3 separate regions of the Mus musculus genome follow, and regions 2 and 3 are each linked to region 1. Evidence: chromatin contacts called from public HiChIP or PLAC-seq and promoter capture Hi-C data. All regions are on one chromosome and are shown on one strand. The core of a region is the stretch at or near the end of the contact, and the rest is flanking DNA. Distances in the headings are between cores, read along the strand shown.

The links. Promoter capture Hi-C pulls out the DNA fragments that hold promoters and counts their contacts. HiChIP or PLAC-seq counts read pairs in DNA pulled down with a chosen protein or histone mark.
Region 2: a contact with region 1 is called in an H3K27ac HiChIP or PLAC-seq map of double positive thymocytes, with 4 times the contacts expected there. The contact joins the enhancer-like site here to the promoter of Lsp1 in region 1. A contact is called at or near these places in 24 of 39 promoter capture datasets (3T3-L1-derived adipocytes, the C10 cell line, the HPC-7 cell line and 14 more), 7 of 484 Hi-C or Micro-C datasets (the C2C12 cell line, the HL-1 cell line, bone marrow-derived macrophages and 4 more), 12 of 115 datasets of contacts at active chromatin or transcription factors (the HL-1 cell line, the HPC-7 cell line, bone marrow-derived dendritic cells and 7 more) and 4 of 9 other capture datasets (adipose tissue, liver, macrophages and 1 more).
Region 3: a contact with region 1 is called in a promoter capture Hi-C map of second pharyngeal arch cranial neural crest, with 3 times the contacts expected there. The contact joins the enhancer-like site here to the promoter of Lsp1 in region 1. A contact is called at or near these places in 6 of 39 promoter capture datasets (the HPC-7 cell line, cranial neural crest, frontonasal cranial neural crest and 3 more), 2 of 484 Hi-C or Micro-C datasets (both in muscle stem cells) and 2 of 115 datasets of contacts at active chromatin or transcription factors (differentiating embryonic stem cells and double positive thymocytes).

What each region holds. Positions count from the first base shown.
Region 1 is chr7:142,459,121-142,463,270 of GRCm38.p6, forward strand. It overlaps Lsp1 (lymphocyte specific 1), which reads left to right and starts at 1,692. Exons shown (of 11, transcript NM_001136071.2): 1 at 1,692-1,846. The coding sequence starts at 1,779.
Region 2 is chr7:142,332,529-142,336,678 of GRCm38.p6, forward strand. It overlaps a transcript of Ifitm10 not described here. Among named protein-coding and RNA genes, the nearest start is that of Krtap5-4, 31 kb to the left of the region's middle. Within about 2 kb of position 1,948, at least 32 of the 459 cell types and tissues checked have an H3K27ac peak or open chromatin away from gene starts, as enhancers often do. A contact at or near this core is called in bone marrow-derived macrophages and double positive thymocytes, where this site is marked.
Region 3 is chr7:142,551,459-142,555,608 of GRCm38.p6, forward strand. Nctc1 (non-coding transcript 1) reads right to left here. Exons shown (of 3, transcript NR_002452.2): 2 at 3,576-4,150. Among named protein-coding and RNA genes, the nearest start is that of Nctc1, 5.1 kb to the right of the region's middle. RefSeq lists an enhancer at 108-3,355. Within about 2 kb of position 1,868, at least 47 of the 459 cell types and tissues checked have an H3K27ac peak or open chromatin away from gene starts, as enhancers often do.

The DNA of each region.
Region 1 (4,150 bases), core at 442-2,941:
GATATGACCTGGGTGTAAGACCCATCTCCTCTCAGGAGTCCTGCCTTCCACACTGCTACTCTTGGGGCTGACTTTATAAACACTTCAGCTTTGAGAGAACCAGACTGGGGTTTTCCCCTTGGGCAGAGCTGGCTCTGCAGGCTTGAAGGGTCTGTGCTATTAGGGTCTGAATTTCCATCTGAAAGATGTTAGCTGCTGGATTTGAGGTCCTGAAAACTATGAAACCAATCCAGTCTGTAGGTAGCCAATGGTCTCCACCTCTCCATCCCCCAGCCCTAAGGACAAACAGGCCACAGAAAGTTCATAGATTAGTGGCTGGAATGCACCGATAAGGTGCCTGGATGGCGAGGCCCTGTGACAGACATAGGAACCAGTGAAAACCTCTTAAGAGGTGTCAGGACAGAAGTGGCATAACTCTGTCACCTGCCAAATGCATTCCCAGCCACTTATCAACAGAGCACTTAGGAGGGTCCCAAGGAAGCAAAGTGCAAAAGGAGAGAGAGAGGAGGCTGAAGAAAAAGCAGGCAGGTGTCCTGCCCAGTCTGCTGAACAATACTCACTCTTCCTGTTGCCCCCTCCTCAGGACTGGGATAGAGTAAGCAAGGCTTTGCCTCCACTGGACCATGTGGATAAGAAAGGGCTCCCTGCAGTCAGGCAGGCTTGCAAACACAGGTCTACCTCTAGATGATACTCTACAGCTTCTACTAAGTTTCCCAACACCCTAAGGCTCTCTTGCCTTTCTGCACTTCTCCTGTAAGACCTCATAGTGAGATTTCCGAGGTCACTCATTGCCCAGTGCTGGGAAATAGGGCACTGGCTCCTTTCTTTCTATCTCTTGGGTCAGCAAGCTTCAAAGAGAGAGTCTCTACCATGTTGTGGCTGCCTCAACTTGGCCCAGTGACACTTTAGCCCAAGTCCCGGGACTTTGGGATCTGGCTATCACATTCCCCATCATTCCTTTATAGTCCCTTTGGTTCCCTCCCAAAAGCCTCAGTCCTTCCTCTGGTGCTGCCTCTCAGGAGAACCCATGACCCACCCCAGCATAGCTGGGAACATCAACCGACTCTTCGACTGGTTCCAAATGCCCAGAGCACAGAGGCAGGATTAGAGAGAGCTGATGGAGCAGGGAGACAAGAGCGTCCAGCAGCTAGGAATGGAGACAGATAGAGACAAGCTCTAGAACCACAGACTAGGGGAGCACCACATGTGGGACCCTGGACATGGCTGGGGAGCAAAGGCTAACTAAGAGTGTCCAAGGCCATGACCTTGAAGCATCAAGAACTAGTTCCACCATGTTCATTGAGCACACTTGGAAGCACAGAAGATTTCCATGCAAAGCAATTGAAAGCAGTCCACGGACACTAAAGGGACCATGAATTCTGGACATTGTGGGAGACATAGCTACTCTCAGGTCTATGGACCAGAGTTGCAAGGAGTAGCCTTACTCACCTCTACCCTCAGCCCTTTTCTGTCATTCCAGGAGGCTATAGCTTGCTTGCTCAACACTTCCTGATGAGTGGTTTGGGTTTAGTTGGTTTTTGGTTTTTTGTTTTTTTGTTTTGTTTTGTTTTGTTTTAACTCTTCTTCTGTTGCAGCAACATAGGAAAAAAAAAAAAAAAACCCAAGCCCCATAGGTTTCAAACCTCAACCTGCTACAGGAAGGAGGAAGTGAAACCTGGGGCGGGAAGGGTGGGGGGCTGAGGCTCTAGGCCACCGCCCATCTACAGAGAAACACCAGGAGCCATAACAAGTGCACCCACACCGAAGACACCAGGCCCATGGCGGAGGCTGCCATCGATCCCAGATGCGAGGAACAGGAAGAGCTCCATGCAGAAGACAGCGAAGGGTGAGTTCCACTATGGGCAGTTTGCTTTGTGCCAAGTGCTGAGTAGGCAGAATCTCAGATAGGACTTAGATAGCCTTCAGAAACCCTCTCTTACCAGAGAGGTGTGTATCTCCTCTATCTCCCTCTGCAGCTTGGCCTAACTGGGAAAGGCTATCTTCCTGGCTAGGGTTCATAGCCAGAATAGAGAAGATGGATGCTTGGTGTGGAAGGGACTGGGAGTGGCTGGATATGGCCTGAACAGCAGGAGAGAGCAGTAGCTGTGTTGGGAGAAACTAGGCCTAGGAATCCTGACCTCATGCACCTATAGGCTTGTCTGAGGGGTCTGGCCTGCCTTAAGATACTGAGAGGTGACCAGGCCTCAGGGGTTCCCAAAGCTGCTATGTGAGGATAGAGAAGGTCAATGGTGTCTTATGGACCAGGCACTGTTGTTAAGTACAGTGGGTATGGGAATGAACATTGGCAAAGGTAAAGGGGGCCACTGCCCTGCAACAGACAGGGCTGGGCAGAGGCCTTTAGGCTGTCAGCTGCTTAAGGGCATCTGCAATTTAAAGGGATGTGAAGGGTGTTCCCTGTCTTTCCTGTGTTGGGTCATAAGGTGGGGGTGGGGGTAATGAGAAGGGAAGCTGTTAGTGGGTAGACATGGAGACCAAGCCAGGCCATTGGTGCCTGCCCTGCCCTGTCCCAGGAACAGGTCTCAGAAGAGGGTGTCAGGTCTTGGGGACAGGTCAGAGGCTAGCAGCCTCATGGGAGCAGGATGTGGGGGCTGCGGTCCAGGTGTGTAAGAGGAAGGGGAAGAAAGAGGTAAAACATAAAATTGCTACCGGAGCTGCCAGGCTGCCAGGGAGAGTGTGACTCTTAGGGTTCAGCCACAGGCTCAAGGAGATAAGGCCCACCTTAGCAGGGGTTGCAGGGTCTCTGCAGTTCGCAAGCCGGACGCCAGATCTTGGGCAGGAACAGCAATTCCTCAATCCTTATCAATGATAATGGGAAGAAACCTCACTTTGAGGGGTGCATGTTGGGGGGTCTCCACACTATTGCTTTGCATTTGGACCCTGGTTAGAAAGTTGTCCAAGGAACCCTCAGGCTAGGAAAGGAGTCTGAGGCTAAGCAGAGACTGGCCTGGTCTGGGTCAGCACCCTTGTGCCAGCCTTGGGATTCCAGGGCCATGTTGTTCCCAGAAAGGCTCTATGAAGTCTGTCTCCTGGGAAGGGGGACATGCATCGTGACATCCCAAGAAGGGCTCCAAGGACACTCTGCCCAGGCTGGATGAGGACACAAGCTGCGGGGTGTGTGGAACAGGGTGATCAGTCAACAGCTGTGACCCTGTTCAGAAATGACTGCACGTCAGTGCCCCTGCCACCTTGTGCCCATAGAAGGGCAGCTTCAAGCAGCCAAGCCAGCCCCACCCTCCTCCTAGGCCCTTCCTCAGCCCCCTCTCTCAGCTGTCTCAAATGCCGAGGTCTAAGCAGCACAGTGAAGGGTGCCCACAGCTCTGGCGGTCCCAGCCGATCCCTAGTCATCTTGCTGTAGGACCGGAGCTGGGCTGCACCTGTGCCTGTCAGTCAGGAACTCCTGTTCCACAATCCTACAGCCTTAAAGGGGCCTGGGAGCCCCTTAAAGACCTCCTCCCCAAAATGGAGGAAGAAAGAACAAAGTGCACCACCGACCTTTCAAAATGAAACTGAGACCCTGGAGGAGGAGATACTGTGCCTGCTGTACAGGGTGACTCACAGACCAGGGATTCTCCTGTTTGAAGTGGTAAAGTCCCCAGTGCCCAGAAGGGGTTATTTGGTCTAAGAAGTTCCCATTCAGGAAGCCCCAGAAGCCCAGAGCTGAACAGGGTCAGTTTGGGCTGGATCAGATCAGGGGGAATCCCCATGCTGTGCTGTCCACAGTAGAGCAGGTGCATCAGGCAGAAGCCAGGCTCTTCCTTCATACCTGCCCTGGTATACCAGGGTAAGCATGGCAGGACACATGCACGCCAAGTCCAAGGCAGTCAAACCCCTCCCACAGAGCCTCAGAAGGCAGGAAGGCTGCTTGCTGTGTACCACTCCCGAGTTCCCCACACCACTGATGCAAGCCTGCCGCTCTTCCTCTGCTAGGGTGCTGTCTCCCGGCCTGACTACCCAACAGTAGCTTATTCCTGTCCCTTGGGAGCAGTGTGTGGCATCTCCATAGGACTGCAAGTGACTTGCTGATACTGCTGGGTGACACCTAGGGAATGTCTTGCCCTAAGACCAAACTTGAACACCCTTACATCTCTACTGTGTGGTGCCTTAGAAGCTACAAGGCAGTCATGTAGCT
Region 2 (4,150 bases), core at 698-3,197, 130 kb before region 1:
GACTCCCATCAACATATACAACACATAAGGCACAGGCCACAGGAGCCTAACTGCCCCACCCCACCCCCCACACCCCCACTAGCAGAGATCCAGGCCCAGGGCTGGCTGCCCCCTTCCCCCAGGCCCACGGCCACCCAGGCCCTGAGAACAAGGCCATGGTTAATCCACTTCCCAGCAGCAGATCCTCTGTCCAGCCAAGGTGGGTGGGAAAGCAGAGCTGCTTCCTCAGCCAGAGAACATTCTATACCATTCTTGCTCACGCTGTTTAATTACTCAGTGTTTTCCTTTGGGGAAGACCTGAAATTGCAGAGATCTTGGGGATTTTGGAGGAATGCGAGGCCTAATTTTGCCTAATTAGGAACCGTCTGGGCGGTGACGGTGATGCATCCCAGAGTTGGGCCTTGCAGACCCTGGGCCTCCTGGGCGGTGGGGGGCTGGGGCTGCTGACGCACATGTTTACCTGAGGTCCCAGGCCACAATCTGGTTCGCATTGGGAAATCAGGCTGTTTACAGGAGGCCGCAGCTGTCTCTCCCTCTCCTTGCCTTTCATTTTTCTGTGACATTTTGCAGGTCTCCCTGGGCCCCTTTGGGAGGGTCAGAGGCATCCTGAGAGTCTTCCAGAACCATATGGCCCCTCATGGGGACCCAAAGTTCCTGGCCAGGCCTCAGAGTGGGCAATTCGGGTGAGTGGGCTGTGGAGATATGGACAACCCAAGACATGGGACACAGGCCATGGTGGGCACAGGCCCCAAAGAAGGACCAAGTTTTGTTTCATTCTCATGTCCTCAACAGGGCCAGGGGACTCAGTAGGAACCCGAGCTCTCTGGAATATTCTAGAAGCAGAGACTGAGCATAGCCACAGGGTCTATGACTTGCTTGAATGCTGTCTAGCCGCTGGCCACAGGAGCTGAGGGCCAGATACATTCAGAGCTTCCTGTTCTCAGCAACTCTGTGATGACCTGATGACCCACCCCAGTCTTCCCCCACTGGAGGACAACGCTTCTTTCCTCCTGCTTCCTCATCAGTCCAGGGTCCTCCATTCCACTGGTGAGACTGCCTCAGGGGCTCCTGCGTCCTCTCTCCACATCAGAAGATGAACCCTCAATCCTCACATGAATTCATGTCCTTCAGTGGGGACCCTAAACAAAGATGGCTAACTATGTCTCTCCTTTTCACCTTTGCTGTCACCCTTCAGAATAGGAGTGGGAGCAGAGGTTTTGGCTGGGAAAGGCCTTCCACAAGTTGTCCTTTCTGCCATTGGGTGAAGCCCTTTCAGCCTCAGTATTTCCCGTTTGCAGGCCAGCAGTTCTGTCTCTGTCACCTGCATGTCACATCTGTCCCAGCTGGATAAAGTAGAGGAAAGGGAGAAAGCTTGAGCAAAGCTGGGATGACAGGTGGTGTCCATCATGGACACAGGGACTTGTCAGTGACAGAGGGACCACAAGGAGCAAGATGTTGCAGAAGGAATAGGGGGTAGGCAGAATGGTTTCCTTGTGGATTTAAGTGGAGTATACAGGGGGCAGGACAGGGTCCAGCAAGATCACTGAGGGGCCCAGAACAGTTGGCAATACTCCAAGAAGAAGCTGTTGCCTTCCCAGAAGTCCATGTTGATACCTGAGCCTCTGCCCTGTTTCCCTGTCAGCCTCTCCCTGCAGGGCCTGAATTACGTGAATTACCTCAGGGACTCTTTAGGGCATAGGTCATGGGGGAAAGAATAGGAGACCAGAGCACCTAGCAATCAGGCTTACAAATGGGCCAGTGAAGACCTCCACAGACCAGCCTAAACAAGCAGCACCCTTCAGGCACCCACTGCTGGGTTCTGAACTCTCACTGCTGGACCGGTGGTCCCTGCCTCAGTGCCTTCAAAGCCAGATTCTGTCCTGTCCAGACCACAGGCTCGGAGCACACAGCCACCAGGGGGCGCTCATGCACTACTCAAAGTGCTCTTGTCTAAACAGGTTCTTTGTTGAGCTCTTCCAGAAGCAGCTTCTGCAGACTCACAGGAGGGCCAGACTATGCCTAGGAAAGAGGAGGCAGCAGATGATGGAGACCCAGCTTCAGGAACCCAAGATGACAGGGAGAGGACAAATTGGCCTCTCACAGAGAGCTGGCAATTTGATCATCATGACCTCTGATTTCCAAAGCTCTCCTCCCCATCAAACTGGCTTTAAAAAGTAGACAAGATAAAGTGCCATAGACCTTCTGTGATTGCTGAAAGCCGGTAGTTGGGGAGAAGGGTGCTGGTTCTATAAGAGACTAGACGCTGGCCCACCCGTAGACTCCACTGTAGAAAGAGGTGGGTAGGATGGTCACCGTGGCCTTCTCCATGAATGCAGAGCAATGTGTGTCTTCCATCTGAGGGGCTGAGATGCTCCTGGGGTAGAATGCTGCTCCTCGTCGAGAGCACACAGACACCCTGGGTGGAGCACCCAGCTTCCTGTCTGAGCCCCTCCTAGAAGATAAGCTTCCATTTTGCTCCAGGATCCTCAGATGCAGGCGAGGTCCTGAGTCCATATCAACACCACCACTAGGTTTTTAGTGTATGTCTATCCATGCCTGTGCTCTGGCTACTGCAGGAGCCTACGGACACACCGACAGGGTCCCCTTGACCCTGATGAAATTCTACATATATAGGCACCCATGTACTTTGGCTCTTTCTAGTGTTTACCGGGCTGACCATATGGTGCTTCTCTTCTGGAATGGCCGCTGTCCTGTGCACAGGATGGGGACAAGCCCTCCACCGTTGTGGCTCTCGATGCTCTAGTTACTGTGCTTGCCTGCCAGCCAGCCAAGCTGGTCCCAGTGGCTCCCTGCCAGGTGGTCTGTGCTGTGCCTGCTTCCACGAGTCTCCATGTTTGCCAGCCAACCAGGCAGTGCCATCCGTGACCATAAGGTGCCCTGAATAAACCTGAGTCAGCCAGTTCTGCAGGACCCAAGTTCTTAAGCTTCAGGAGTCCTCCATCCATCCAACCAGAACACCACAGGATCTGAGAAATTCTGATTCGTACCCCGGTATTGATATCCTCTCTGATCCCCAGGGATATGCTAATCCCGAGTCCTGCCCTAATCCTAACTCTTGCCCTGACCTCCAGGCCTGTTCTGATCCCCAGTGGTGCCCTGATTTTGAGTCTTGCCCTTTTTCTGAGACCTGAGCTGATCCTGAGTCCTGGCCTATGGGAGATATAGAGGACAGGACCGTGTGAGGAGGGTCACCAAGACTGAGAACACATGAACATGACAGTATACCTAGCAGTTGCCAGAAGCTGGAATAGGCAGACAGGATAGTCTTTTACCAAAACATGACCCTGTGGCACTTGATTCTGGCCTCTATCCTACAGAACTGTATGGTGGCAGTAGCAGATTCCTGATCATATCTGTGTGTTCATGTGTGCTTGCACATGTGTGGAATCCAGAGGTCAGTGTCTTTATCAACCCCACCTGCCTTATTGTTTTGGAGATGTAGTCTCTCATTGACTCAGGAGCACATGATACCTCTAGTCTGGCTGGCCAGTGAGCTCCCGGGAACCTTTGTGGCCACTACTCTATTAACATCAGAGATCAAAGGCCCTACACTTCACCTTCAAATCAAATAGCCAGGAGTATAGGAGCCAGAGTCCAGGAGCCAGGCTAAGCTTCTGGCCGGTCCCTTTCCTGTGTCCTAGGTTCTGTTCTCTGGTCCTCTCTCCCCCACCCCCAGGTAGGATGGAGATCTGTAAGGCTGGGCTCCTGTTGACCCATACAACTCACTTTACAGCCTTTACCTGCTGCAGCTGAGGGATAAAGTGGACTTGTCTGTTTCCAGTCTGAGCAGAACTCACAAAAATGAGGATGATTATCAAGACAGACAGACTGACTGGATGCTGGGGCTTGTAGTGCTGACCCCTGTGCTGCCCTCCAGGACCCTTAAGACACTATCCTTGCTGTATGTGGCTTTATTGCATTGACCTAATGCTGCAAAGCTGAGCATCCTCCTAGACCAAGATCAAGATCACTCCAGCGCCCTCAAAACACCCCTGTCCTCACCATCCCTAAACATCTCTAAACCTTGAACTCTCCCATCAGGTTGATTTTGGTTTTACAGGGCTGGGGCTGTAGAAGGTTTATCTTATGTACAGGAAGCCCTGGGATCAATCCCCAGCATTACCGAAAC
Region 3 (4,150 bases), core at 618-3,117, 93 kb after region 1:
CCAAGACTGGTGTCTCACTCATGACCTAGATAGAGAGAAGGGCAATGTTTCTTACATGTTTCTGCTCTCTCACAAGCTCTTCCTCCCACCCTAGGGTCTCCACCCACTGCCTGCAATGAACAACTGTGGGGACCAAAGACTGGGAGGACCCCAGGATGCAGGAAAACATTGCAGATAGGGGTGCCAGAAACACTCATCTTTGTAAAGTTGTGGGGGATGTAGTGGAAAAGGGCAGGGTGCTCCCATTTGGGAGACTGGACCTAAGACTTAAGTGGCCAGAGGCTCTAAAGAGGGACAGAGTGACCAAGTGGGGACATGGGGCTTAAGAGCTGGCGCCAGTCTGACGGACATAGTCTGGCAAACTGAGCCACGTGCTTGCCTATGGAGCTCATGGAATATTCTTGATGAGTCTGGAAGAGCTGGGGCCAGGGTATGAGAGTCCTGAGAGGGTACAGGGCACCTGACATTGGCACGGCGCTCCTAGCACTATTCAGTTACCTCTGAGCTATGACTCTTTCTTGGACCTCTGTGTCATTGTCCTGGCAACACTAGGAAGGACAGGCAAACAGCATCCTTAGCCTATGATGTCTTCTTGGTGGGGTGGACAACAAAGAAAACCATAGCCATGTTTGAGAGAAGCAAGTACTGACTTTGTGAGGGTTCTGCCTGACCATGTGTGCCCTGCTTATTCCTGCCAAGTTAGTATGCCATATAGAGCTATGGGGGAGTCAATGTGGGGCTTGGGTGAGTGTGGGCTGGTCCCAAGGTAGAGATCAGAGCTCCCAAGATCTTGGGATCATGCAGAGAGCTATGTGGTATCTCTTCCCTCCGCAAGTTTTTTATTTTTGTTGTTTCATTTTTGAGACAGGCCTTGAATTTGTTATATAGCCGAGGTTGGCCTTGAAGGTCCCATTCTCCTGCTGCCGCCTCTTCAGTTCTGAGACTACAGGCATGTGCCACCATGTCCAGCTTATGTAGTGTAGATCAAACCTAGGGTTTCGTACATACCAGGCTCTACCCACTAGGCTATATCCCCAGTCCCTCCCCACTGACTTCAGGAGGGTCTGGGACTATTAATTCAGAGGACAGCATTCCCCCTTCCCCTTTAGAGGTCTCTGTGTCTTAGTTTCTTCTGTTGGACACAGGATCCCACTTTTTGGGTGGCTAAGTGCTCAGCATGGTCTCTGGGGGAGCTGGTTCTGAGCCTTGGGCTACCTAAAGGGGGCAGTAGAGGAGCAAGCATGCCCAGCTGGGCTCACTGCTTGGGGGGCCTCCTGCCCCCAAGCCAGGCCAGTTGGTTCCACATGGCGCCTTCCTCCACCCCCACCCATGGAATGTTGCTGCAGAACTGCAGGTCTGGCGCAAACACACCCAGGGCCCCCGCCAGAGCAGCCCACCCCCACCCCATACCTTCCTGTCAGGGAGGTCCCAGGCTCTGTGTTCTCCTAGCCTGTTTTCTGATATTTTTCTGGGTGGGGAACAGCCTAAACGAGTTGGGTCTGCTCACAGGAGATAGGGGGCTGAGGCAAGAGCCAGGCGTTTTCAGTTCTTTGTCTTGGGAAGCTTATGCCTAGGGACGAGGGGAGTTCTTGGTCTCACCATCTACAACCAAGCCTTAGTGGGTTTGAGGGCTGTGTGTACCCAGGGCCGTGTGGTGGTAGGGGGCAGTGGGAGCATGGTGTCCCCAAGTATTGGGCAATGGTGGCGCTGCTGACCAGGAGGCAACAGGACATCTCCCTCCAGGAGAGGTCAGATACCCTGCTGGCCTAACTGCCCTTTGAAGCTTAGCTGTTCCCAACCTGAGCCTTCCAGGACCCCAAATTAGTCTCCGAGGCTGCTGGTCAAGAGGCCATGGCGTCACTGTGAAACTCGAGCTTCCTGGGGCCGAAGGGTCCTGCCCAAAGAAGGAGCGCCTATGTACACAGAAGGCCAATAGCCTTTTAGAAGGCTCAAGTGTCTCCATGATGGTTGTGCCCCCAAGGTGGCCTTCTTGCTCTTGCCTCTTCCTCCACCTCCCACCCCCACCCCCACCCCCAGCCCCACAGCCTGTGCCTCACAGCCTCAGGCCCTGCCTCCCCGGCTGCTTTCTATGCTATAGGGATCGTGTTCCCCTCCTGGCCGTGTCTTATCTCTGGAAAAGCGATTACAGGGTTTCTACATTAAATTTTCAGCGTGAAGCTTTTTTGTATGAAGTTTGAAGTGGCTTTTTTTTTTCTCTTTTTTCTTTTTTTTTTTTTTTTCCAAATAACACCTGGAGAGGAAGGACACAAAAGAAGAATGTTGGCTTACAAAACTCTGGGCTGGGGGTGGCTGTCCTGCAACCCTGCCTCATTCAGCCCTTAGTGCATGCTGTTCTCCAGCCCCGGTTGAGCTATTATAAGTTAACCCTCTCATGGCCTCCCTTCTGCCCCAAGCCCAGATCTGCTATGGCTTTCAGATTGGTACCATAGCTTACAGAATCGTGGGGCCTGAACCCCTCAATCATGGACTTCTCCGTTGGCCTTTGCCTGGTGTGTGTTCTCTCCAGGCTGCCTGGCTTACCTTTGCTTAAAGCTAAGCAGGCCTGCTTGGGACCTCTCTGGGCCTGAGTTGTCCCGTCTGTGGAGACTGGTAATGGCTGGGGCCTGCTGTTTTCCTCTCTTGGTAATTGAAGGGGCCACTTGGGAAATCTACTCTCAAGCTTGTCTGTTGGGTCATTTTGATTTGGGGATTTCCAAACATTGGGGCCATGAAAGGTCACCCCGCTGACCCCAGCCTGCCTCATTATGTCACAGCCAGATTGCTGTGGTACCTGATGGAATCCAGAAGGCCCACACCAGTGGGAGGGCAGGCAGGCAGGCAGGCAGGCAGACGACTGAGGTGTGGGAGCAGGGCACTAGGCCCAGCTCATCCCAATTCTAAGCAAAGCTGCCTTTCCAGTCTTCATCATTTCAGGAATATCAGCCTTGGTACCACAAGTCCAGGCTGTGTGTGCCTTGCCAGCTTTGCCCTTGGGCATCAGGCGTCTGCTCCTTGTTCTGGCTTCCTTGAATGGACTTTGTCCCTTGTCCAGTCTTTCACAAGTGTCTTTACCTCCTTCTCCACTGCTGTTGGATAAATAGCTGCCTTCATCCTAGTCCACTGGTCCCTAGCCCTCCCACAAGCACCTTGTCACCTTCCCAGACCCTCAAAGCCCTTGTGGACCCCCTTTGCAGCCCCTACATGGGACTGCAGGAATTTGCCTGCCCAGCTAAGTGAACAACACTTCAAGCTGCCCAGTTCCTTGTTCAGCTTTTCTGGTGTTTCCATCATTTTGATGAGCAGCTGAAGGATCCCTTTCTGCTCCACATTATAATTTCCTTGGGTGATTACTGGGCTCAGTGCCAAGCTCCCCCCACTAACAGCACCTCCCCTCCCCCCAAGAGAGATGTGCAGTCTTAGGGAAGAGACAAATGTAAACTAGCAGAACCGGGATTGCCTCTGGCCCCTCTCCTCTCCCAGTGACTCCCCTTCTCTCAAAGTCTCCAAAAGACATTCATGCCCAACCTGGCTGTCCCCTAACTCATGACTCCCAGTCAATGCCCACCCATACTTACGAGCCACTGAGGATGATGTACGTGGCCAGAGAGAGCAGCCAAGGGTACAAGCATGACTTTTGTCCCACTAGTTCTCAGTGCTTCCGCAATTCCATAGCCCCCTTCCTGCCAGGACTTGGGTGAGTGGGACTACCTAGACCCACCCTTCTTGTCCTGGAAGGAGCTAGTTGGCCCTGAAATCTAGCTTTCTTCTGTGACTGAGAACTGAAGAGCATTCTGGGGGTGGTGCAGGGATAGGAGTGTAATGTAGAGGATCCTTCCCTTCAGTTTCAAAGAGGTGTATTCTTCAGGACCTGGGAGGCTGAAGTGGGAAAGTAGTTAAATGATCAGAGTAGAGGCATTGGAGAGGAGCATAGAGGTTTAACCTCCTCCCCCAATAACAGCCAATAGCCCGGCTGAGCATCCAGGCCTTGCCCGTCCCCGGGTGCCCTGGAAATGGGAGATGGCTCAGCAGTGCCTGAGGCCAGGCACTGAGCAATGAGTTCCTTCCTGTCCCTTGGAACCTGGTCTGGTTTGGCCCATGGGGCTTAGCTGGTCAGCACTATCCACAAACCTCACAAGTAGCAGTCAGAGGT